Linked DNA regions of Mus musculus: regions 1, 2, 3, 4, 5 and 7 are each linked to region 6. Evidence: chromatin contacts called from public Hi-C, HiChIP or PLAC-seq and promoter capture Hi-C data. All regions are on one chromosome and are shown on one strand. Each heading gives the region's core, a stretch centred on a gene start, on an enhancer-like site or on the middle of the called end of the contact. The rest is flanking DNA. Distances are from core to core; before and after follow the strand shown. Region 1 holds the start of Clptm1 (cleft lip and palate associated transmembrane protein 1). Region 2 holds the start of Bloc1s3 (biogenesis of lysosomal organelles complex-1, subunit 3). Region 3 holds the start of Zfp296 (zinc finger protein 296). Region 4 holds the start of Clasrp (CLK4-associating serine/arginine rich protein). Region 5 holds the start of Ercc1 (excision repair cross-complementing rodent repair deficiency, complementation group 1). Region 6 holds the start of Slc1a5 (solute carrier family 1 (neutral amino acid transporter), member 5). Region 7 holds the start of Ppp1r13l (protein phosphatase 1, regulatory subunit 13 like).

What was found. Promoter capture Hi-C pulls out the DNA fragments that hold promoters and counts their contacts. Hi-C and Micro-C count contacts between places; a contact is called where the count stands out from the background. HiChIP or PLAC-seq counts read pairs in DNA pulled down with a chosen protein or histone mark. Capture Hi-C pulls out chosen DNA fragments and counts their contacts.
Region 1: a Hi-C map of B cells shows a contact between it and region 6, with 6 read pairs. The contact joins the promoter of Clptm1 here to the promoter of Slc1a5 in region 6. A contact is called at or near these places in 1 of 484 Hi-C or Micro-C datasets (B cells) and 2 of 115 datasets of contacts at active chromatin or transcription factors (astrocytes and embryonic stem cells).
Region 2: a contact with region 6 is called in an H3K27ac HiChIP or PLAC-seq map of embryonic stem cells, with 5 times the contacts expected there. The contact joins the promoter of Bloc1s3 here to the promoter of Slc1a5 in region 6. A contact is called at or near these places in 2 of 39 promoter capture datasets (embryonic stem cells and liver), 3 of 115 datasets of contacts at active chromatin or transcription factors (astrocytes, embryonic stem cells and large pre-B cells) and 1 of 9 other capture datasets (adipose tissue).
Region 3: a promoter capture Hi-C map of adipose tissue shows a contact between it and region 6, with 2.8 times the contacts expected there. The contact joins the promoter of Zfp296 here to the promoter of Slc1a5 in region 6. A contact is called at or near these places in 1 of 39 promoter capture datasets (embryonic stem cells), 1 of 484 Hi-C or Micro-C datasets (B cells), 2 of 115 datasets of contacts at active chromatin or transcription factors (astrocytes and embryonic stem cells) and 2 of 9 other capture datasets (adipose tissue and liver).
Region 4: a contact with region 6 is called in an H3K27ac HiChIP or PLAC-seq map of embryonic stem cells, with 4 times the contacts expected there. The contact joins the promoter of Clasrp here to the promoter of Slc1a5 in region 6. A contact is called at or near these places in 2 of 115 datasets of contacts at active chromatin or transcription factors (embryonic stem cells and large pre-B cells).
Region 5: a promoter capture Hi-C map of embryonic stem cells shows a contact between it and region 6, with 7 times the contacts expected there. The contact joins the promoter of Ercc1 here to the promoter of Slc1a5 in region 6. A contact is called at or near these places in 5 of 39 promoter capture datasets (the 3T3-L1 cell line, embryonic stem cells, maxillary cranial neural crest and 2 more) and 1 of 115 datasets of contacts at active chromatin or transcription factors (embryonic stem cells).
Region 7: a contact with region 6 is called in a promoter capture Hi-C map of stem cell-derived epiblast-like cells, with 6 times the contacts expected there. The contact joins the promoter of Ppp1r13l here to the promoter of Slc1a5 in region 6.

What each region holds. Positions count from the first base shown.
Region 1 is chr7:19,663,505-19,666,706 of GRCm38.p6, forward strand. It overlaps Clptm1 (cleft lip and palate associated transmembrane protein 1), which reads right to left and starts at 1,526. Exons shown (of 14, transcript NM_019649.2): 1 at 1,430-1,526. The coding sequence starts at 1,501.
Region 2 is chr7:19,507,063-19,510,247 of GRCm38.p6, forward strand. It overlaps Bloc1s3 (biogenesis of lysosomal organelles complex-1, subunit 3), which reads right to left and starts at 1,308. Exons shown (of 2, transcript NM_177692.4): 1 at 1,243-1,308; 2 at 1-548. The coding sequence starts at 539. It overlaps Trappc6a (trafficking protein particle complex 6A), which reads left to right and starts at 1,608. Exons shown (of 6, transcript NM_025960.4): 1 at 1,608-1,770. The coding sequence starts at 1,687.
Region 3 is chr7:19,575,616-19,578,682 of GRCm38.p6, forward strand. Zfp296 (zinc finger protein 296) reads left to right here and starts at 1,672. Exons shown (of 3, transcript NM_022409.2): 1 at 1,672-2,013; 2 at 2,202-2,345. The coding sequence starts at 1,767.
Region 4 is chr7:19,602,541-19,606,075 of GRCm38.p6, forward strand. It overlaps Clasrp (CLK4-associating serine/arginine rich protein), which reads right to left and starts at 1,946. Exons shown (of 21, transcript NM_016680.5): 1 at 1,872-1,946; 2 at 650-765. The coding sequence starts at 748.
Region 5 is chr7:19,343,484-19,346,668 of GRCm38.p6, forward strand. Ercc1 (excision repair cross-complementing rodent repair deficiency, complementation group 1) reads left to right here and starts at 1,588. Exons shown (of 10, transcript NM_007948.2): 1 at 1,588-1,713; 2 at 2,123-2,234. The coding sequence starts at 2,130.
Region 6 is chr7:16,779,796-16,783,287 of GRCm38.p6, forward strand. Slc1a5 (solute carrier family 1 (neutral amino acid transporter), member 5) reads left to right here and starts at 1,551. Exons shown (of 9, transcript NM_009201.2): 1 at 1,551-2,680. The coding sequence starts at 2,106.
Region 7 is chr7:19,359,584-19,362,990 of GRCm38.p6, forward strand. Ppp1r13l (protein phosphatase 1, regulatory subunit 13 like) reads left to right here and starts at 1,633. Exons shown (of 13, transcript NM_001010836.3): 1 at 1,633-1,733.

The DNA of each region.
Region 1 (3,202 bases), core at 276-2,775, 2.9 Mb after region 6:
CTAGGATTAGAAGTAGACTGTCATCCCAGCACTTGGGAGGCTGAAGCAGAAGGGCCACCATCGGCCCTAGCTTCATAGGAAGACCCTGACCAAAGTCACAAAGCAAAGATTTAGAGCAGAGATGGGAACCAGAGAGGCTCCACATGTGACTGGAAGCTCAACAGTCTCTCACGCCACTGCCACCCAATAATCAACAGAAACTTACAGGAGCCAGTCCCAAGGACCAGAGGCTAGGACGTCCCTGCAGACCCCGCTGGTGTATTCACCACAGCAGGGATAAACCAGCAATTTCCTGAGCTGTGTGCACCCAAGGTCTGGTTGGAAATGCCAGAAAGACTCAGTCAGAAAAGGTGGGTTCTACCTCATCACTTGAGTGTATCTGTCCCCCTCCTTTGAGACCCTACAGCCCCTCATCCCGACTTCTGTCACTTCCCGAGTCTGTTTACGCTACCATCTCCTCTCCCACTCCCCTCACTGCAGGGACATGACTGGAGACATCTTTATAGCCATAAGGCTGGCCCTCTCGCCCAAGTCCTCCATTAACCACTGGGGAAATAAAGACCCAAAGGAAGAAAACTTGTCCAAGGTCACATCCAGTCAGCTACATGCACCCCTCCCAGTCGGTACTCCTCACCCCTGAGCTGCCTCCTACACGGCAGTGACATCCCAGTGGGTGGGTCGACAGCACCTTGCTTCCACTCCATCAATTCCAGCAGAAGCCTGCACGGTGCCTGAGTGAACTGCTATGCTCTGAGGTCTCAGTTTATTTGAGGTGGTAATGGGTTGGGAGGCAAACGCGCCTGGATCAATTATTTCTCTATTTATTTGATCAGCTTGGGCTAAAACAGCGCCCATCTCAGCCCAGACCACCCACAGTCAGCTTTTTCCTAGAACGGACACCAAAACTAACCTGGGTGACCTTCTACAAGCGCCTTCGTCTTGTCGTCCCTCGGATCCTTGTCTGTGAAATGGGTCGGTCGGCCTCCGCAGCCCATGCCCTCTACCCACCACAATTACCGTATTTGCCCTGAGCTTGAAAACTCTCAATTAACCAACCACTGCCCCCGATCTCGGGCACTGCGGAGCGGACCAGGAACACCAGCCCTCTCTAGAAACAGTGCTGGAGGCTGGAACCACACAGTCGAGGACCGAGTCTGCGCCCCTCCGCGCCACCCTCTCCTCCGCTCGAGCAAGGAGTCCGCTGGACGCCCGGCGCGAGCCTGCAGGAGACCCGGCGCGCAACAGGGCCGGGTTCCCGCCACCGTCCGGCCTCCTGGGCGGCCGGGCGCCGCCAGGGCCCAATATTCAAGGTCCCTCTGGGGCATGGAGCCCCCGGTGCACCGGGTTCCTCCAAAAAGGACAAGACACTCCCTGCAGGGGTGCCCCCCGCTGGGGAAGAGCCCCCTCAGGCACCTCTCGGCCTCCGTACCTGACCAGAGCTGCCTCCCCCGGCCGCCACCACGGCGCTGCCGGCCCCGTCCGCCTCCTGCGCCGCCGCCATCTTCCTGCTCCGGGTCCCCGCCCCCGCCGCCAGCCCCGCCCCGTCCCCGACGGCGCCAGCGCGATCGCGCGAGATTTTACGCTTAACCCGTCCCCACCAGGCTTCCGTATCAGAATGGAGCGCCTCAAGCCACGCCCTCTTGAAGGACCAACTAGGCCACCGTACTCGACGTCCGCCCCTTTCACCGCAATTTGGTTGTTTTGGTCTAGCAGGGAGTGACTTCTCCGAGTGCTTGAACTTTCTATAGCAGGAAATGCTCTTTTCATGGGTTCTACTTGTTACACTCGGCCAAGGTGGATGGTTATTTTTTTGATTGTATGGTCTTCCCAAGCAATTCCACCGCAGTTCGGATGGCCGTTTCTTCTCGGGTTTTACAAAGTCGATGGTTTCGGAGCTTTTCCGGCCACCGTAGCGATTCGCTAGAGCCACGCCCCTCTTGAAGAGAAAACCCCTCTCTGGCTGCGGATTTTCGACCTAAGGGGTGGTCATTACTTTGTTCTTTTCGCTTCTGATGCGATTTCCTTGTCTTAAGCTTTCGTCATCAACCCTCGGAGACTGTAGTTCATCCTTAGGCCGTATCTGCTTTCTTACGGACACCACACCTGGAAATGGGACCCTAGTCACTTTTTTCAAATAAAGACTCGTTTATTTGTTTTATGTACACGAGCACTGTATCTTTATGTCAGCAGAGGGCATCAGATCACCTTATAGATGGTTGTGAGCCACCGTGTGGTTGCTCGGAAGTAAACTCGGGACCTCTGGAAGAGCAGATATGCTCTTAGCCGCTGAGCCACCTTCATCCCGGACCTTAGCCGCTTTTAGGCCGCTTAGTTTAGCACTCGTCTTCCATTAGGGGTCTGTGCTTTCTTGCAAACCTCGAATCTTTAAACACAAAGACAGGATCTCATTCTGTAGCCCAGGCCGGCCTCAACTCCTGATCCTCCTGCCTCAGCCTCCAGAATACTGGGATTAAAACATAACATACATGAGAGTAATAATCCTATTTTCTCCTTTTGTTTGTTCGTTTTGATGGGTAAAGGGAAAGGTCTTGAAATGAAGCCCTGGCTGTGGCAAGCATAGAACTTGCGGCATCTTCTAGCCTCATCCTCAGGAGTGCTAGGAGTGCTATCGGGGATTACAGGTTATGTCTCAGCACATTAAACAAGTGAGAGACCAATTCCTTTGGGTTCAGACTCCATCTCAGAGAATCTGACTTAAGATTGAACTCAAGTAAACTAACAGGCCGGTACCTAGCACTAGTTCTAGGCTACACCGCAACAAGAGCTTGAATAAAAAGATCCTAATGCAATTGCTTTGGATTTGGCTCCTTGGTGGTCTTTTTGGGGTTCACGAACGTTTGTTTCATGGCACAGCACAAGAACACCATGATTTTACATTAGATACAAAATCTCTCAAATTGTTAGCTACAAAGTTAGTGAATTATATCAGTTACAAAAAGTTCTCAAATTTTATAGTAACTAAAAAGTCAAAGATTGTTAGACCACAATCAAGGACTGGGAGTGTTGGTGCTCGACTTTAGTCTCAGCACTGAGAAGGCAGAAGCCAGTGAATCTCTAACTTCACCTGTTTCAATAAGCAATTATAAGATACCCAACAGGAAGACTGAGAACTGAACACTGATCCTCTGGAAACAAGCCCCCTTAATTGGTGAGAGTGTCTATATCCCTACTAAAACACTCT
Region 2 (3,185 bases), core at 58-2,557, 2.7 Mb after region 6:
CGTATGTCCGGCAGCAAGCGACAGCCAGCCACGATATCCAGGCGCTCGGCGAGCGCGCAGAGGTCCCCGCGCGCCAGGCGCACGCTGTGGGCGGCTGCCAGCCCGGTGGCCTGAGCAGCCGCCAGCCTCCCCGCCAGGGCGGCCACATCGCGACCCGCACGGCGGTACACGCCGCTCACCGCAGCCGCTACGTCGTGGTCCAGGCGCGTCTGGCTCTCAGCCAACCGGAGCTGCAGCAGCGAGCGCGCAGGCGCCATGGCAGGGGTCTCCTCCGTGCCCCAAGTCTCCGCCGGATCGCGCTGCACCACGAGCGGGGGCAGGTCGACCGGCACAACCGTGGGCTCGGGCTCAGGCTCCGAGTCGGTCTCCGCCGCCTCCCCGGCCACACGCAGCCCCGTGGGACGGCCGCGCGTAGGGCCCGAGGGACCCAGGTATAGTTCCTCCTCGGACGAGGATGCAGACAGCTCCGAGTCGGTCTCCGCAGCTTCCCCAGGTACCACTGTCCCCGGCCTTCTCCGCCGACCCTGGGATGACTCCATGGCACGGAGCTGGAGAAGAGGAATTGAGCGGACGTGAGGTCCCGAGTCCCAGCCCCTTCACCGCCATCCCCAGCGAGTCCTGACTTGGGCCTCAGTTTCCTCGTGTACACATGGGTTGGAATTGTGCACCTCTGTATCATTTGTGTGCACACCGGGGACATCAAGGACCGTCCAGGCAAAGCCTTAGAACTAGGTCACACGAGATGGCTCAGCTGGGAAAAGGCACTTGCAATCAAACCTGACGCCAAGAGTTCGAACCCAGGGACCCACATGGTGGAAGAAGCGAACTGAGGCCCGTACAGTTGTCCTCTGAGCTCTACACGCGTGCTAGAGACGCACGCGTATATATACATTAACTAATATAAAATAATAATAATGACTTTAATTCCCAGCACCGGAGGAGAGGCAGGAAGATCTCTGTGAGTTCGAGATCAGCCTGATCCTCAATAGTGCCAGGCCATCCAACATTACATACATAGTGAGAACTTGTCTCAAAATAATACTGACAATAATAAAGTAAGTTTTAAAAGCTTTGTAACCAAGAGTTCCCAGAGTCCCACCAGCACAGGCCACACCCTCCACTGTCCTCCTGGCCAGCGAGCACTTGGCCGCAATAGGCACCAGGGCAAACAGAAAGGACAGCCGCCCGAGGGGACCCTTAACAAGAGCCACCGACACCAGAGTCCCGGAAGGAAGGCCATACCGGGTCTCCGAGGCTCCGAGCCCAAGGGGTCCGCTGCCTGGCGGAAGTGAGCCGGTCTCTCGCAGCGTCACGTGAGCCGAGTTATGGCCAATAGGAAAGCGGTTAGACAAGTCGCTTCCGTAGTGTGGGTTTATTTATTTATTTGCTTATGTATTTAGGAAAATTCCGTTTGACGCGTAAATTTATTTTTTTTAATCTTGGACCCTCACAGGAATCAGAGACTCAGCCAATTGGATGTCCGAAGACTCGGGAGCAGGGAGGGAAGCGAAGAAAGGGCGGAAGATGTTAACAGCGCGGCCAAGGAAGGGGCTCGGTGGACCCGCCTCCTGGCTTTCAAGAAGCAGGCGGAGCTAAATAGGATCACCAATCAGATCGGGCCTACCTCCCGAGCTGACCAATGGGAGCCGGAAGCGTTGGCCAGGCGTGAGGGTCGCGAGGCGGCGTATGGCGGACGCGGTGCTATTCGAGTTTCTGCACACCGAGATGGTGGCGGAGCTGTGGGCCCCGGACCCGGACCCAGGCTCGGGGGTGAGCGGCACGCCGTGGCCTCGGGGTGGAGAAGTGGGGTGTGATCGAGCCTTATGGCAGGTCATTGCTGAGGCGGAGCGAGATGACTTGGGTCAAGGCGCTCAGTTCTAGGCCTCGTCCTGGGGCGCCGTTGATAATTAGGGTAATTGGCTGTTATTGGGCTCAGATGAGGGCTCGCCTCACCACCCACTTAGTATGCAACTCAACATCTTTAATCTTCCTATCCTTCCGTTTCCTCCTTAGAAAATGCACCCTCAACCATACCCGGTCTCATCTGTCCCCTCTGCCTGTGTGCTGGATAAAGTGCGTGCTGATCGCGCTACACCCCAGCACACAGTGAGTTTTTTAGTATGGATTTGCCCCTGTAATGAGTAAAGACCCCACCCGGTAATGTGGAAGGTGGCGCTGGGATCACTGAAATATTGTAATCAATAATAGTTACCACCACTTATGTGTTCCTTTGTGCCTTCCTGTGTGTCATACTCCCATCCACCTCCCATTGTCTTCCTTCTCATCCTAGGGAGGTCATGAAGAAGCTGCTTTGTGCAGAGGCACATGCTCTGGGAAGGAGGGAGCCTGCTTCCTCTCTGCTCTGTGTCACCTTGACTCTAATAAAGAGATTAAAATAGCTTTCTGTGAGCCTGCACAGATATGAGCTTGCCCAGGGCTCTCCTCGTAGCTCCTAACTGCTGCCACCGACTGTGTCCGTACTGGGGGCCCTACAGCTGAGGTAATAGAGTTAGTGGGAGTGTGGCCCGATCATCAGGTCTCAGGAGCCTCCCTGATTTTTTGGGAGGGTGGGGGTGGGGGGGTTCGAAACAGGGTTTCTCTGTGTAGCCCTGGCTGTCCTGGAACTCACTCTGTAGACCAGGCTAGCCTCAACTCAGAAATTCACCTGCCTCTGCCTCCCAAGTGCTGGGATTAAAGGCGTGTGCCACCACGCCCGGCTGCCTCCCTGATTTTATAGGCTACATGGCAGTTTGAACTTCCATGACTGTGTGGGAGTTCAAGACCTGCTGCAGAGACTGCTCTGCTCTCTCTTTTCTTCCCTGAGTATCCCTACGCCAACCCGACTCTTGAAGCAGGTTTTCACTGTATGACCCAAGCTGGCTTCTGGTGATCCTCCTGCCTCTGCCTGAAAAGTACTAGGATTATGGGCCCTCCCGTGTCTGGTTTGCACATTGCGCCTCCAGTGTGGTACAGTCAGCCTCTGCATCCCAGAGTGCTGCATCAGTGGTGGCGCACGCCTTTAATCCCAGCACTTGGGAGGCAGAGGCAGGCGGATTTTTGAGTTTGAGGCCAGCCTAGTCTATAGAGTGAATTCCAGGACAGCCAGGGCTATACAGAGAAACCGTGTCTTAAAAAAAAAAAAAAAAAAAAACAACAAAGGATATCTCATCTCACTTATATACTGT
Region 3 (3,067 bases), core at 422-2,921, 2.8 Mb after region 6:
GTTATCCAGAGAAACTCTGTCTTAAAAACAAAGGTGCTCTGGGTCCAGCCTCTACTAAGGCTCTCAAGGTTTCGAGGGAATTGGGAACATATGGAGGTCATAGGGAGTAATTTGCAAGGCCTTCAGCAGGGTGTGGCTACTTTAGATATGCTGGCCAGGGAGGCCCTGGGCCCTCCGGAGGACAATTGAGTCTGTGCCTGAATAACAATATGAGGAACTTCAGAGCTGGCCTTGGAATTCACTGGGCTGCCTGAAGACACCTGGGGCCGGACACACAAGGGCCCTAAATGTACCAGAGCTTGGGGTGGGTGGGTGGGGGAGGACATTCAGCAAACACTCCTACTGTGATGTGGTGGGTGCCAGGAAGAAAAGAGAACTCAGAAAGGATTGAGGGTGGGGCAGGGTGACAATGCCACTTCAAACTGTGTACCCGAGAGAATTCATATCTGAGGAAGTTGGGGGGGGGGCAGAGAGGACAGCTGGCCCTTTGGTTTCAACTCATAGCCTAGGATTAGGAAGACAATACTTCTGTTATGCTTCAAACCTTCCCAGGCCCCTGGTACCAGTAAAACCAACTAACCTCAAGTAGCCAAAGGACCCTCTGGATGTGACCCTACCCCAAGTCCCTGTCTTGTAATTTCAGGATGCATAGGCTCCTTCCTGGCTTTTCTCCGTTCCCTCAAAAACCTCAGGTCTTCATATTTATTTACTTATTGAGACAAGATCTCCCCAGATAATATCCTGGTTGTCCTGGGACTCATTATATAGACCAGGCTGATCTCAGGAACTCTTGGGTAATCCTCCTGCCTCTGATTCCAACATGGAGTACTGGGATTACAGTGTGTACTACCACCACCTCGCCCCCCTCCCCAAAAAAAAAGGCTTTAAAAATTTTTTTTGTTTGGTTTTGGTTTTTTTGGGGGGGTTGTTTGTTTTGGGGGGGCTTTTCCAAGACAGGGTTTCTCTGTATAGTCCTGGAACTCACTCTGTAGACCAGGCTGACCTCAAATTCAGAGAAAAGCCGCCTGCCTCTGCCTCCTGAGAACTGGGATTAACGGCGTGCACTTTATGGACATTTTATGTAGTGACCACTCCCTCTTACTGCCGCCCTCCATACCCACATTTTAAGGGTTATGGCGTGCTAGATACTGGAGAAATGGGTTGGTTTGGGATGTAGACCAGTCGGTGGAGAGTGCTTGCTTAGAGTGCAAGAGGTTCTGAGTCCCATGCCCAGTGCCACATAATGCAGGTGTAGTGATGCACCCTGTAAAACCACCGCAGGAGAGGTGGAAGATCAGAAAGTTCAAAGCCATCATCCGTTACATAGCTAGTTCGGGCTTAAAAGACAAAAAAGAAAGAAAATGGTTTAAAGTGAAATTTTCTTAGTATACGTCCCCTCAGTGAGATGTCCACCACTTCTCGCTTGGGGCGTGAGGCGCGGGATCCCGATGCTAAGGTATCACCAGGGCCGGGGGGTGGGGTGGGGGCGAGGAGAGGGATATTGAGAAGAGCTTTTTTGCACCCTCCCGGGTGAAATCAAGGCCTGTGGAGGAGGGCACAATTTGCATACAGGTCCCTGGGCAGCGGGCTGGGCGGGGAAGGTCGAGTTTGACCTCCGAGACTGGCCCCGTAAAGACCCCGCCCCAGTGGGCGGAGACAAGGTAGGACCAGCACGTGTAAAAAGTTCGGCGCGGGTCGCCCAGAGCCACTCACTCACCTGAGCGCCTGGCCACCGCGCGGATTACCTGGATCTGCGCCCTCTCCCCATGTCCCGCCGCAAGGCCGGCCGCGTGCCTCGCCGCGTAGATCCCGATACCGACACCGACATTGAGATGCCCGATCTTGTCATGGATGTAAAGCCGGACCTCGACTTGAGGTCCCTGGCGCAGGGGCCCTGGATCGCGAGGGACATGCCCATATCGGATGTGAAGCGTCAACTCCAAACTGCCTCGCGCCCACTCGGCGCGCCCAGCACGTGTGCCCCGCGGATGCCTCTGAGTTCTAAGTCTTCCGGTGAGTCCCTAGCCCTCGCCCCTGCTAGTATCGGGACCTTCGGTGCTTCTCCCCTGGGGATGGCCCCGGGACCAGCCTGGCCTCCCCAGCCCTCCCCTCTGATCTCCGGGTTTCCCCCTCTCCAGCTTGGAGCCCTCACCCGGAGCCGGGCTCCACCCCACCATTCACCACCCGCTTCCTCCCTGCAGACCGCCAGCCATGGACCGACAAGCACCCAGATCTGTTGACCTGCGGCCGTTGCGGGAAGATCTTTCCATTAGGGGCCATCATCGCTTTCATGGATCACAAAAAACAAGGCTGTCAGCTTCTCCAAGTCTCCGACCCCATCTCAGGTAAGTAATTCAGGGTGCAGTTCACTCCTGATCCAGGGTTGGGCTTCCTGCCCTGCGGAGGAGCTAAGGTGGACAGATGGGGCACCAATCATTACTTCCCTTTTCTCCTTGATCCCCTTAGGGTAGAACCTAGGCGTGGCTTGGTCTTGCCTGTCCTAGGGCAGGGACTAGAGATGGGGCGGGGGCTGGGCAGCGAGAGGAAGGCCACCCACAAGGTGTGGCCAGCCCCAGAAGACTGGCCCGGGGTTTTGCCATACACCCCTAATTTAGTTTCACTTCTCCTTTCCCGTGGACAGAAATAACTGACCAGGTGGCTGGACCGGGGTTGGCAGTAGGGACCTGGTGGAGGATGGGACAGTGGCCTGGGGAGCCGAATGGAGGGTACTGCACCTATTGTGTTTTGATCCTTCTTATTGAGGTTCAGACAGTTCAGAACCAAGGAAGGGGCATCAGGCTTGTTCCCCTTCCGGATCTCCCAGCCCCTGGGAAGCCCCTGGTCTGGGTGCTGCATACTGTCCTATATGGAGAGGAATTAAAACTGCGTGATGGTTGGTCCATCGAGTGAGCTCTTGTTGGCTGTGAGATTTTAAAATTTGATCCGAACTTGAATTTCCAGCTCCCAGTGTGGTGCCCAGGTGGAACTTGGGAAATGTAATTTTATTTGGGCCTGGGCCAGGGAGGGTCTGTAATCCAATCAGCTTTGGTTAAGGGAGGGGCTAAGA
Region 4 (3,535 bases), core at 696-3,195, 2.8 Mb after region 6:
GTCAAAGCATGGAGTTTGGTTTATCTTTTCCTTTGCTTTTCTCCTAAAGCAATGGACGTTATCAAACAAGAGAGGGGACAGGTCAGATACCACTGATGAGTCTTGATGGCGCTACTGCTAGATGCCAAGTCAAGCTGCAAGAATGGCTGAGTTGTTCTGGGCACTGGGAACACATTGATGGAGGAGCAGAGAATGTTCCAGAGGCCTGACTCCTGAAATGTTCAGAGAGCTAGAGAGTCTTTTGTCTTTGACACCAGTGCACCGGGACTGCACCAGACACAGCAGACTGAGGCAAACAGAAGCCCTCACGTTTACACCAACCACTATGCTGAAGAAATGACTATGGCTGAGCATGGTAACAACACACACCTGTAAACACAGGCAGGAAGAGTATGAGTCTGAGGCCTGCCTAGGTTACCTAAAAAGACCATCTACCTAACAAGAGACGGGGTAAGGGCAGCTCAGGTGGTGCACTGCACGGCCCAGACTTCTATCTCCAACACCATAGAAAAATGGCCACAGTGGAAGGGGGTGTGGGGGAAGACGACTAGGATTGTGAGGAAAAAGAGCTCTTGCCTTGACACACCTCCAAGCCCAGGGCCCTTCCCTCTGGAGCCCGCCCGCCCCACACTCAAGTCTGCTCACTCACAATCTTCTCATAGTACTCCCGACGCCGCTCCGCCCTCTTCTTGTAGTCCACCATCATGCCTCGAAGTTTCCGCTCATGCTTCCGAGCCTCGTGCCACATGGTGCTGAGGCTTCTGCCTGAGGGAGGAGGGCACCAGACATGTCAAAGGGACTATAAAGACCACGTGGGTAGAGTTACAGTCCTCTGACATGTTGGGGTTGATCCTGATGGACTAAATTCCAAGTCCCATGGCTTCAGGGGAGAGAGAGACCCTGCTGCAGACCAGGACGCTGAGTGCACAAAAGGACTCCTAACAGTCCTGTGGCAGTAGCTCCAGAACTATGAGAAAGCTCTCTGTGACCTAGGTAAGATCTTCTCCTGGGAAAAAAAATCCTCCTAGATTCTGCTCGCTAAAGTCCATATGAAAGACTATAGAGTAGATAGCCTTTGGAAGGCTGATGCAGAACTGTCTTGAGTTCAAGGCCAGCCTTGGTTACACTGTCCAGTGTAACCTAAATATGGAGATCCTACTTTAATTAAAAAAAAAATGGCTGGGAGTGATGGTGCATGCCTTGAATCTCAGCAGTGGGAAGGCAGGACAGGCAGATGTCTGAGTATGGAGCCAGCCTGGTTTATGTACTAAGTTCCAGGCTAGCCAAGGCTACATAGTGAGATGCTGTCTGGAAAAATAAAAATGGAATTTTTGAAATAAAAGGAATGTCTGAAACCGATCCGTAGCTGCCAGGGCTGGGCTCACAAGAACCCCTAAGATCCCTCTGCAGGAACCATGCATGGTACGGGAGGGGGGTGCAGCAGTGTTGTAAGGTAGGTTAGTGGAGAGAGGCAACAGCACAGCCCAGACACGCTTGGGGAGGGGGGTGAGGCCAGGTGAAGGGCGTGGACAGAGGATGAAGATGGTCAGGCGGCTGAGCTCTAAAGGAGGGACGTGAAGCCGGCCAGGCAGGCTAAAAAGAGAGAGTGCGGCCCTGGGCCGGAGCGATGGGTGAAAGACAGGGACGGAGCTGCGTCTGGGGACCAGGGTCCGTGCCGAACCCCAAAGCCCGGATTCGGGCCTGAGGAGGGGCGAGGGGCGCAGCCTGAGGCCTGTCAGGGCGGAAGCAGGCGGGGCCGCCGTCGGGGCCCGGCGGACACCCACGGTGATCTCCGGAGCGCCTCGGACAAGGATGAGGTCGACTGCCACCGCTCGGAAGCCGGGAGGTCGGGGTCGGATGCCTGCACTCACCGGCCAGTCGCCGCCTCCCACTGCTGCGCTCGCGCGCGCTCACGACCCACACCGGAAGCGGAAGTGAGAGGTTGAGCGAAGGAGAGAGGCGGCGCTGCACAAAAGGCACTTCCGCGGTCGAGAGGAAGGGCTCTGGGATGTGGGCGTGGCTCTCGCGATTATGGGCGGGGCCTGCAGGGTGGCACCATCTGGGACCTGTCCTAAAAGTGAGAGCTTAAGTAGAGGAACCCAGAATTCCAGACACGTTTTGTTGTTGTTTTTAAAGATTTATTTCTTTTAGGGGCTGGAGTGGTGACAATCGATTGAGAACTGGAAGCTCTCGCCAAGGTCCTGAGTTTAATTGCCCGCACTCACATAGGGCTCACAACCAGTCTCTTTTTTTTTTTTTTTTTTTTTAAAGATTTATTTATTTATTATATGTAAGTACACTGTAGCTGTCTTCAGACATTCCAGAAGAGGGAGTCAGATCTCATTACAGATGGTTGTGAGCCACCATGTGGTTGCTGGGATTTGAACTCTGGACCTTCGGAAGAGCAGTCGGGTGCTCTTACCCACTGAGCCATCTCACCAGCCCAACAACCAGTCTCTTAACTGTAGTCCTATGGGATCCAGTGCCCTATTCTGATGTGCATACATGCCGAGAAAACACCCATATGCATAAAATACAAAAATAGAAAAGTCTTTTTAAAAGATTTATATTGCCGGACAGTGGTGGCACACGCCTTTTAATCCCAGCACTTGGGAGGCAGAGGCAGGTAGATTTCTGAGTTCGAGGCCAGCCTGGTCTACAAAGTGAGTTCCAGGACAGCCAGGGCTACACAGAGAAACCCTGTCTCGGAAAAAAAATATTATGTGTATGCCTGAAGGTGTATGTTTCTCTGAGATGTATACACACACATATATATTATATAATTTTATTTAATCCTATATGTACATATATATGTATACATATATGTACGTGTATATGTATATATAAATATATATGTATACACACAGACATATATGTGGGATTAATAAAAATTATCTGTAGGTTGTGTTCAGTTAATTCAACAATAGCAGGCTAGGAACAGAAAGGCCAAGAACTCAGTAGATCAGTAGATGCTCGGGCTACAAGGCTGGATGCCTCAGCTGGTCTTCAGTATACACTAGAACCACAGAGAAGGCTCTAACGCCAGTGAAGGAATGGACTTGCTAGCAAGACGATGGCAAGCAGGCAAATACCTAAAGCTTCCTTCTTCCACATCCCTATATACAATCCAGCAGAAATCGTGGCCCAGATTAGAGCTGGATTAAAAGTGTGTCTTCCCATCTCAAGATCCAGATTAGAAATTGAGCTTCCAGGGGCTGGAGAAATGGCTCGGCGGTTAAGAGCACTGACTCTTCTTCTGGAGGTCCTGAGTTCAATTCCCAGCAACCACATGGTGGCTCACAACCATCTGTAATGGAATCCAATGCCTTTTTCTGGTATGTCTGAAGACAGCGACAGTGTACTCACATACATAAAATAAATAAAATCTTTTTTAAAAAGTAAGTGGATCTTCCTACTTCAATTTAAGCAAAAATCTCTCACATGCATGCCCCCCCCCCCATTTTTGGGTTTTAGTTCCAGATGTAGCCAGGTTGACAACCAAGAATAGCCATCACACATCGTGAGCTCCTATGTA
Region 5 (3,185 bases), core at 338-2,837, 2.6 Mb after region 6:
GCTGGGTTTACATGCGTGCTGGTGGTTGCCACCACTCACTGCGGTCTTACTGCACCCTTTTAACCTCAGCAAATGATTCCAGGTAGAGAAACTAAGGCATTCAGTGGGAACTTGCCTCTGTCAGCGCTTCCTTCACAGAACACACGGTTCAGGCGCGCCCTCTAATGGCAAGGCTTATGCACGGCACTCTGATTCCTTGGCAGCTCAACCCCTTTCCTTCCTAGGATCAACGGTTACTTACTATTAAATTTGATAAATTAACTAGTTTTGAGTCAGGATCTTATTTTGTAGCTCTGGCTGACCTGGAAATCACTCTGTAGGTCATGCTGTCCTCGAACTCACCGAGATCCGCCTGTCTCTGCCTCGTGTGTTGGGATTAAATGTGTGAGCCATTTCGCCTGGCTACTATTAATAGTTCTGTTTTGTATCACACTTCCAAAGGCCTGGGGCCATGGCTCAATAGTAGTGTCTCTGCCTAGAATTCACAGCGTAGGCATGTGCTTGTACACACACACACACACACACACACACACACACACCTCACAACTAGGAAAACATTAAAAAAGATATAGAGGGATTACATATGATGACCTTTGGGCGTGCCCTCTCTCAATACACGAAGACCAAAAGAAAATGGAGAATACGTTGGTAAATGCATGCAAAATTTTAAATGGAGAATTTTTAAAAGTATGAACTCGAAGGAAAGATTTGCAGCCTAATGAAGTGACTAACAGCATCAGCCCTTAAGCATCACTCCAACAAATGGGCGGTAATCAAAAGATGCTCATCTCCTTTTCCTCCCCCTTTTTAATTTAAAAAACCGTTGAATTGCTCATTTCGAAAAAATGGGCAAAGGATATGAGCCAATCTTTGTTAAAAGGAATAGGCAAAGGAAATGAGCAAGAACAAAAAATATATAAGACCATTAAACTATTTCCTTAGCAATCACAGAACTACAAGTTGGAACGGGGTGAAACTGTCCTTCCAGGAAATGAGTCATACTAAGTCATTCATGGGGCCCAGGTCTCGGAACACAGGTGTCCCTTCCTTCAGGAAGCCCGTCCTCACACCCCAGCTGGGTCAGGTGCCCCCTAACACGGGCTCAATGTCCTCTGGGCTCTCCCTTCCCGACCCTGCCCGCTCTGGGTTGTCCCTGTCTGACTGTCCCACTGGACTTTAAGCCACAGCTGTCGGTATCAGTCCCTGCTTGGGATGCAAGTGGGGAATGGCTTAGAATGAGTGAGTCAATGTCTGTGGGCTGAGTCCACCCACGCTTACAGGGAGGGCGTCCTCTGAAATCTCACCTCCCTCCTCTCTCTCTCTCTCTCTCTCTCTCTGTCTCTCTCTCTCTTTGTCTCTGTCTCTCTCTCCTTTCCTCCTTTCCCTCCCCCACCTCCTTTGATCATCACTGAGCCGGATCTGGAGTCTGGGAAGCGCTCAAGAGGGCCTTGGAACACAACTACTTGAAGTCAAAGTCTCCCAGGTACCAAGATGCACAAGCTTCCATCCGCCCCAAACCACAGCGGTCCTCCAGGACCATAGAGAGCAGCGCGAATAGAGTTCCCCGCTCTAACTCCTCCGGGGAGCAGCGAGACGAGCGAAGGGCCAGAGCGGCCGGAAGTGAGTCTAGCAGGAGTTGTGCTGGCTGTGCTGGCGTTGTGTCGCCTCTGTTTCCCCCCGTGGTATTTCCTTCTAGGCATCGGGAAAGACCAGGTGAGTTTTGGCAGTGCTTAGACGCAGAGCTAGGACCGAGAGGGACAGGGTGGAGGTGGATGGAGGCCGGGGATTGATGATTGGCAGCGGAAGAAGCCAATCATTGCGGAGGCTGAGACTAGGCCGGGACTGGGCGAGGCGAAAGCATCCAGGTGTGCCCCTGGGGGCGGGGCCAATTGCCTCTGAGCGAGTGTCGTGCGGGAGTAATAGCAGGTAGGCGGGGCTATAAGACCCGTAGACCAATCCGGAGTGAGAAGGAGGAAAGGGGCGGGCCCACTGGTTGGTCCTCTGGAACCTAACGCTAGCGAACCGGGCAACCTTTTGTGGGATGGGGTGGGGATACCACTGTGAGCCAGAGTTTCCCTCTGGAATATGGAAATGCCTACGACGATGTCGCCACGCCTTTCAGGCCCCAGATGGACCCTGGGAAGGACGAGGAAAGTCGGCCACAGCCCTCAGGACCACCCACCAGGAGGAAGTTTGTTATCCCACTGGAGGAAGAAGAGGTGCCCTGTGCAGGGGTAAGAGCGAAGACTTGGGGGCTCTTGGGAGTTAAAAGGATCCCTGGGACTACGGTGTGAGTTTAGGCTTGGGTTGCTTTGGAAAAATAACCTGCCATGCTCTGCAATCCTCGGTTTGCCCGTTGGTAAAATGGCATGACAGGGTGGTTAAGGGAGAGGCTGGCAGCTGGGCAATGGCCAGTGATAGCTTTTGTTTGTTTAGTTTGGGTCTTCGATTGGGTCACATGTTTCCTGGGCTAGCCTTGAAATTGATGTGTAGCTAGGGTTGGCCTTAAATCCAGTTCCTCCCATCTCCACTTCCCAAGTGCTGAGGTTATAGCAATGGAACATCCTTTTGTTTTTTGTGTGGATGTTTTGCATGCCTGTATGTCTGTGCACTACATGCATGTAGACCTGCAGAGGCCAGAAGTCATTGGCTCCCCTAGACCTGGAATTGAATCCAGATCCTCTTGAAGAGCAGCCAGTGCTCTTAACTGAGAAGGCATCTCTCTGGCCTCTAAAACATGTCTTTGTGCTGTCTGTACACACATGGATGAGTGCTGTGAAGCTCCTGTGAAGGGCAAAAGATAACCCGTGGGACTTGATTTTATCCTTGTACTGTGTAGATCCTCAGGACTGAACTGAGTGAGGTCACGAAGCTGGCAAGTACCTTTACCCACTGAGCCATCTTGCCTGCCCCCCCTTCCTTCTTTCTTTTCTTTTCTTTCTTTTTTTCTTTCTTGAGCCTTGCTATGACCTAAAACTTGCAGCAATCCTCCTGTCTCCATCTCTCAAGTGATAGGAACTTCCAGGTGCATTTCACAACACTAAACTCAGCTATGGGTTTTGTATAAGCAGTATTCTGGGTTTTCAAGTTATGGATTTGGATCTGACCTTTTTCTGTTATTATTTTGCTTTGTTTTTACATTTCTTTATGTAGTGTGGGTTGGGGGTGTACTTGCCAGGGCATTT
Region 6 (3,492 bases), core at 301-2,800:
GTAAATTCAAAAATTAACAACACTATCCTTCAAAAGCTATGATGGAGCCGGGTGGTGGTGGTGGTGGTGGTGGTGGTGGCGGCACATGCCTTTAATACCAGCAGGGAGGCAGAGGCAGGTGGATTTTGGAGTTCAAGGCCAGTCTGGTCTACAGAGCAAGTTCTAGGATAGTCAGAGTCACACGAAGAAACCCTGCTTCCTTCTCCAACAAGCCCTCCCTGCCCTCTCTCAGGCTAGCCTTTCCCAGCAGCCCCTCATTCCCATCTTTACTCTGATGTCTGTGGCCCAGGCTGGTCATGACCTTGGAATCCTTCCATAGTTGGGATTGCAGTCCTGAGAGCTGCGGGTGAGCGCCTGGTAGAACAGACTGAGCCCTGTAGCCTCCTTTGCTCCACCTCCAGGCAAGCTCCAGACTTTCCAAAAGAGCCATTCTTCAGGGCGTTTCTCAAGTGGTCAACAGAGTTCAGGAAGGGACTCTTGGCTGTCCTCCTCCTTCAGCCCAGCCTCTCACTACCCTGCTTCACCCTTTGGGAAGCCCCAGACCTTTCTCCCACTGATGAAATCACAAGGAATCCGGGTAGGAGGTTGGGCCAAAGAGCTGGCTGGAACCAGTTTGAGTATTTCTCTTACTAGGGGCAGGCAGTGGGGCAGAACGCTCCTAGCCAATCCTGATCCACAAACTTCAGCCTCATTTTCCCCACCCTACATGTCCCAAAGATTCTGGATTCAGCAGACCTCTTTCCTCCTCCTCTTCCTCCTCCTCCTCCTCCTCCTCTCTAAGTCTGTTATTCTTACAGTTGATGGGTAACAGTGTCTAAACTAAGAATGTTTGTGGTGAACTGGCCATTTAAATATTTTTTGCTACATTTATTTATATATTTGTTTATTTGTGTGTGTTGCATGTGCCATGCTCCTGTGGGGAGGACCCAATCTGTGACTATCTGAGGAAAGAGACTGGGTTGCAGCTCAAGCATGAGGGCCTGAGTTCAAATCCCCCACATTCAATGTTGGGGCCTACTGGCCCCTCCTCCCTCCCTTTCCCCAATTTGTTTCTACAGACTGGGTTTCTTTTTCTTTATGTAGCCCTGGCAGCCCTAGAACTCGCTCTGTAGACCAACCAAGGCTGATCTTGAACTCACAGAGATCTATCTGCCTGCCTCTGCCTCCTGAGAGCAGGGATTAAAGGTGTGTGCCACTCATCTGTCTGCCCTTTCTAGGGGTCCTTCTGTGGAATATCAGATATGATCCACAATTAGATTCTTTTGACCAGTGGTGAGGTGCGTGTGGGTGGGTGTGGGTTGGATAGTTTCCCAACGCCCCGCCCCTTTTGGAGGCTTTGCACCCTTTCTGGCTCGATGCCCTTGCCCCGGCCCCGCCCCTGGCTATGCATTGTTATTCACCCTAGGTTGCCCACTGTGATCTTGGCTCCGCCCCTCGCTCGCCACCTGGCGCCGAATGTTCCATAACCAATCAGCGCTTGCGGGACGGCCTCCGCCTTTTCAAGTCCCGCCCTCCGCTTTTTCAAGTCACGCCCCTCCGCCTTTAATCCTGGTCGCTTCCGTCTAGCAGCCTCAGAGACACGCGGCGCGGCCTGGGAGGTTTCTCCTTGGCGCCACTTTCCATATCCCCCGGGCTGCTTCCTATTTGCATCTGGAAATTTGATTTTTCTCTCCAGAGCCCGAAACGCTCGGTCCACTCCTTCTAGGGCTCCAGTACCCAAGAGTCCGAGAGCCAGGCGTCCTAATCCTGGGATCTCGGTCTCCCGGAGCAAGGCATCCCGGATCTATGCCACTTGGGTTGAGCTTCCTGAAGACCTCAGCTACCTGAGTTTCCTTACTCCTTCAGGGAGTCAAAGAACCCTCTGAAGAGCTGTTCCCTACTCCAACAAGGCGCTCTCAACTCCCAGTTTTCGGGGATTCGACATCACCAGGAAAAATAAAGGGATCTCCGCATACAGCTCAGGGAGCCTAGGACCCTCCAGTTTCCGAGATCCGGTGGACGCATAACTTCAAGGACCGCTGCAAAGTTTCAGCCTCCATTCTCGGTCCTAAGGACGTCACACCTAGTCTCCAGGCTCACAAGGAACCTCCCTGTTACGGCTCAGCATGGCAGTGGATCCCCCTAAGGCTGACCCCAAAGGGGTAGTAGCGGTGGATTCCACCGCGAACGGTGGCCCCGCGCTGGGATCCAGAGAGGACCAGAGTGCGAAAGCAGGTGGTTGCTGCGGTTCCCGTGACCGGGTGCGCCGCTGCATTCGCGCCAACCTGCTGGTGCTGCTCACGGTGGCTGCGGTGGTGGCTGGCGTGGGGCTGGGGCTGGGGGTCTCGGCGGCGGGCGGTGCTGACGCGCTGGGTCCCGCGCGCTTGACCGCTTTCGCCTTCCCGGGAGAGCTGCTGCTGCGTCTGCTGAAGATGATCATCCTGCCGCTCGTGGTGTGCAGCCTGATCGGAGGTGCAGCCAGCTTGGACCCTAGCGCGCTCGGTCGTGTGGGCGCCTGGGCGCTGCTCTTTTTCCTGGTCACCACACTGCTCGCGTCGGCGCTCGGCGTGGGTTTGGCCCTGGCGCTGAAGCCGGGCGCCGCCGTTACCGCCATCACCTCCATCAACGACTCTGTTGTAGACCCCTGTGCCCGCAGTGCACCAACCAAAGAGGTGCTGGATTCCTTTCTAGATCTCGTGAGGTACGTTCCCGCCAGGCAGTGGGGTGGTTAGGGGCCAGTGCAAGCGTGCAATCTTTCTGCTTTACCCCCTCTGAGTACAGGGATTACCCGTGTGTGCCGCCACTAGTCACCAAGGTTGAGTCCTCCAGATTGAGTCATGCCTTCTAGAATCTAGGAAAATAAGGTAACGGTGACAGGACCGCTAACATCTTGGAAGGGTGAACTTTTACGGAAGTTCTCCAAATTTGGGGGCGGGCCTAAACATGGAGGGCTTTTAGAGGAAGGAAAAATAATAAGCCTTCTTAGTCTTGTTACGCTTTTTGGAGACAGTACAGGGTCTCGTACAGCCAAGCCTGTCCTTGAACTCTCCTTAGCGCCCTACCTCCATCACCCTAGTGGCTGGGATGAAGGAGCATCATTTAGCTTACTGAAAACAAGTCTGCTACAAGTATCTCAGGCTGCTCTCTTGCCTCGGCCTCCTTCCTTGGCTTGCAAGGGAAGTGTTATAAAAGATACAAGGACTGCCCTAAGAAGAGCCACCCCCCCCCCATGAAAGTTATGAAGAACCACAAAAACAAACAAACAAGAACGTTGTGCAAACTTCTGGAGGGATTCTTTTGTGGCAGAGGGGCAGAGATGAGGCTCCTGGATAAGGATTTGGACCCAGGGTCTGTGACCTTTTCACTCCTATGAGCCGGTGGAGGCCCAATGGTGATGTGAGAGGCTGCCTGATTCCCAGCGATAGGAGTGTGCTCGAATGTCCCCGGAACACAGCTTCTTGTTCCCTCTAACCCTACTTGGTTCACCTGGGCCAGGCAGTCAGACTTCCGGTG
Region 7 (3,407 bases), core at 383-2,882, 2.6 Mb after region 6:
ATAGGATTAAATAATTTCTCGACGATGCCCTGCAGGGGGAAATCAGTTCCCTGTTCGTCAGAAACGCAAGCTAGCTCGGATCTAGGGTGCCTGTTCCCCCGACAACTTTGCTCACGTGGTTTCTTCCAACACCGTCTTAAAGGGGCAGTGACTCGCCTAGGCCACGGCTTTTAAAGAGACAGAAGATCTATTTGCAGCATTCTTGCAAAAGCTAGGTAAGAATTCTGGTTGTCACGATTGTACTTTTAAAGCTAGAGTGTATCTTCGGAAGTCCCTGGTGCAGCGAACGTGGAAGATTTAACTGAACCAGGTCGGAAAATAGAGAAAAGTGTACGAACGGAGCATTTTAATAGCAATCAGAGGCGGAGCTTCTGAAGTCTAGGGGAAGCGGGAAACTGAGGGGGAGGAGTCTGCAGAGTCATGGGAGGAGCCTCGGACCCCAGAGCCCCAGAGCCTGGCTTGAAACGGGGTGAGGGTTAGTGTCAGGGAAGACTTGTAGATGTCCTCGTGGACTTAGTGTCCGGAATGGGAAGTATTCCTCACGGTTCCGAGGCAGGTAGAGGTGCAGCTGGTCGGTCCCTGTCTGCTCCGCGGCCCAAGTAAACAGCGGCGCGTGCACGTGGGATTTGGGGGACGTGCCCACGCCCCCTCCCAGCAGGACTGCAGCGCATGGGGTGGCGGGTGGAGCCGCGGGACGGTGGCGAGACAGGGAGACTCGACTGCATTCCTGGCCGGTGTGTCAGCGTCGCTGCCCGCCCCTTCTGCGGAGATTTTGGAGACTCCTCCAGCATTGGGATGCTCCCCCCTTCTTCTGAGGCTTTTGAGAACAGAGGTCACCAAGGCTACGAAGGAGTGTTCCCTCCGCCAGGAATCTCCAGACTATGTGTCCACCCTCGCGCGTGGGCGAGAAACTCTGGGGCTCGCCCTTTGTGGGCTTCAAAACTCCAATTCCCAGATAACTCGAAGGTGGCTGGCGATGGACGTCGGTCAGGAGTCTGCTGGGGATTGTAGTTCAGCTTGTTGCTAGGCACGCCAGTAAATCGCCAATGCTGTGATGTTTTGTTTTGTTTTTTTGAGACAGGGTCTCTTTATGTAGTCCAGGCTGGCTCGGAATTCGCTGTGTAGATCAGGATGGCCTTGAACTTTCAGAGGTGCGCCTGTCTCTGCTTCTTAAGTACTAGGATTAGAGGCCCCTTATTTTTATTTTTTGTTTTATTTAGACAGATAACCCGGGGCTTGGAGTCCTGATTAAGGTGGGTCCTTTTCTCGCCATAGTATTGGTCGTGTGAATTTCTCCGCGCCTCCCATCTCCTCCTTAAGTGTCCAAATCTTCACTCAGGCAAGGGGACACTGAGCCTGGAGGAGTGGGAAAGGGCTCAGGGGTTCTTCCCTTGTACCCATAGTGAGGTGAGGGTCTAAATTCTTGTGCATTTCGCCGTCCAGGACGTCCATGATCTTCTGGACCTAGCTCTGGCTGACTGTCAAATGGATCGCGTCTGACTCCAAATGGAAGTGTCCCTGGCGGCGCCTCGCCCATTCGGGACTACAAATCCCAAGGTGCTCCAGGCAACCGCAGTTCCCCCTCCTCCGAGGGACACGCCTCCCTCCAGTCAGAGTCACGTCGTCTAACCTGTTCCCAGGCGACTGCCCCGCCCCGTCCTCCGCTCCCCGCCGCTGGAGCCGGAGCCGGAGCCCGAGGAAAAGCCCCCCGGTGCCAGGATCTGCCCCGACGCGTGAGTTCCACCCCCACCCAGGGTCCAGCCACCCCAGAACCGGATACCGCGTTCCTGGGAAGACTTATTGGAAACTCGGACCTTAAGTCCAGGGGAATAGTGTGGGGAGCTCACGCCTGGATCCCTGGAAAGAAGGAACTGGGGTGCCGACTTTACTGGGCAGATGGATAGGGGGTTTGGACATCTGCTCTTAGTGGTGCTCGGAGCCCTTGGTCCTGGGGAGTTATTGGAGCTGGAATTTTTTGAATACTTTAATTGGGGACCCTTGGAAGTGTCTTAGGGTGCTGTTGAGGTCCCGGGTCTCTGTATTTGGGGCAGATGTGGGAGATCAGGACGTTCTAGAATGGTCCGGCGCCCGGTCACCCTCCAGCTGCCTTCAGCACCGAACCACTAGGTGTTTGAGTAAAATTAGTGGCACTGGACTAGTGGATCCTGGTCTTCGAAAAGAGTGGGACAAGCACGAGGGGCGTGGGTTTCTCAGGAGGCTGTGTGCGCTACACCCCACCTTCTGGTTTTGGGATGGGGGCAGGGAGTGAGAAGCCGGGGCAGCTCTCCAACCTCTTCTGTGCCGCTGAGCGAACCCCAACATGTCATTAGCTGGGGCGTCAGACCTGCCTAACCAGAGGAGTCACATTCGCCCAGGAGCGCCCCCTAGCGGAAGCGGGAGTCAGACCTCTTATTGCCCCCACGGGATGGGAAATAGGTGGTGTTTGGTAAAGTCATTCTAGAGCCCAGGGCAGAATAACAGGACTGCAGGGCTGGATCTGGTAGGCTTCTGTGGCCGTGTACTGCTGCGTTATGCGTTACAGAGAATGGAAGTGGTAAACAGGCTGGCGGGCCATACAGGCAGTTGAATTGGACGTCTCCTTCGCTCTTGTGACAGCTGTCTGTGTGTGGAAGGAATTCCTTCACTGCCACCAGCTTTTCTAATTAACCTTCTTCCTCCTGGGGTGGGGCTCCTTGTGACCCAGAGGTGAGGCATGTTGCCTCCACTTCCATCTGTCTGACCTGAGGTATTATGGGAGATAAGGGAGGGAGGGAGGCTAATTCTGGAGGTGTCTGTCTGTCCTTGAGCCAGGGAGAGGGCAGGGGCAGGCACGCACCTCCCACTGTCTCTCCACCTCTGAGCCCTTATGTAGGGGGATTACGAAGCTGGTGGGGGAGAAGGGTCTGAAGAGGGAGGGTGTTTGCGAATGCCTGGGCTGGAGTGACAGCCTGAAATGAAGCTAAGGAACAATAGCCACAGCTGCCAGCACAGGCTGTGTGTGTCCTGCCAGGCTCAGGTCAGGATGGGTCTCTCTGTCCACACAGGCATTTGGCAATCACCCAAAGGTAGAAACAGCGAGTTCCACCTTCAGTGGAGTTCGTTGACCCCCGAGAGGATGCCTCCCTAGCAATGGGGAAACTGAGGCTGGTCCTGGGAACTTTCCAGTTTCTGTCTGGAACCTTCCAGGGCCTCTCATCCTGCCGTAGCCCTACATTCCTGGGGATAGTCACTGTTGCTCTCTGGTGGGAGAATTAGGGTCCTGTGGTCTAGAGGCTCAGGCGGTTGAGACCACTGGCAACAGAACGCACAGCTCTTAGAAGCGCAGAAGGAAGGGGTTGATGTGTGGCTCAGCCAGTAGAGTGCTCACCTAGCGTGCAGGAAGCCCAGGTTCAATCTCCAACACTGCA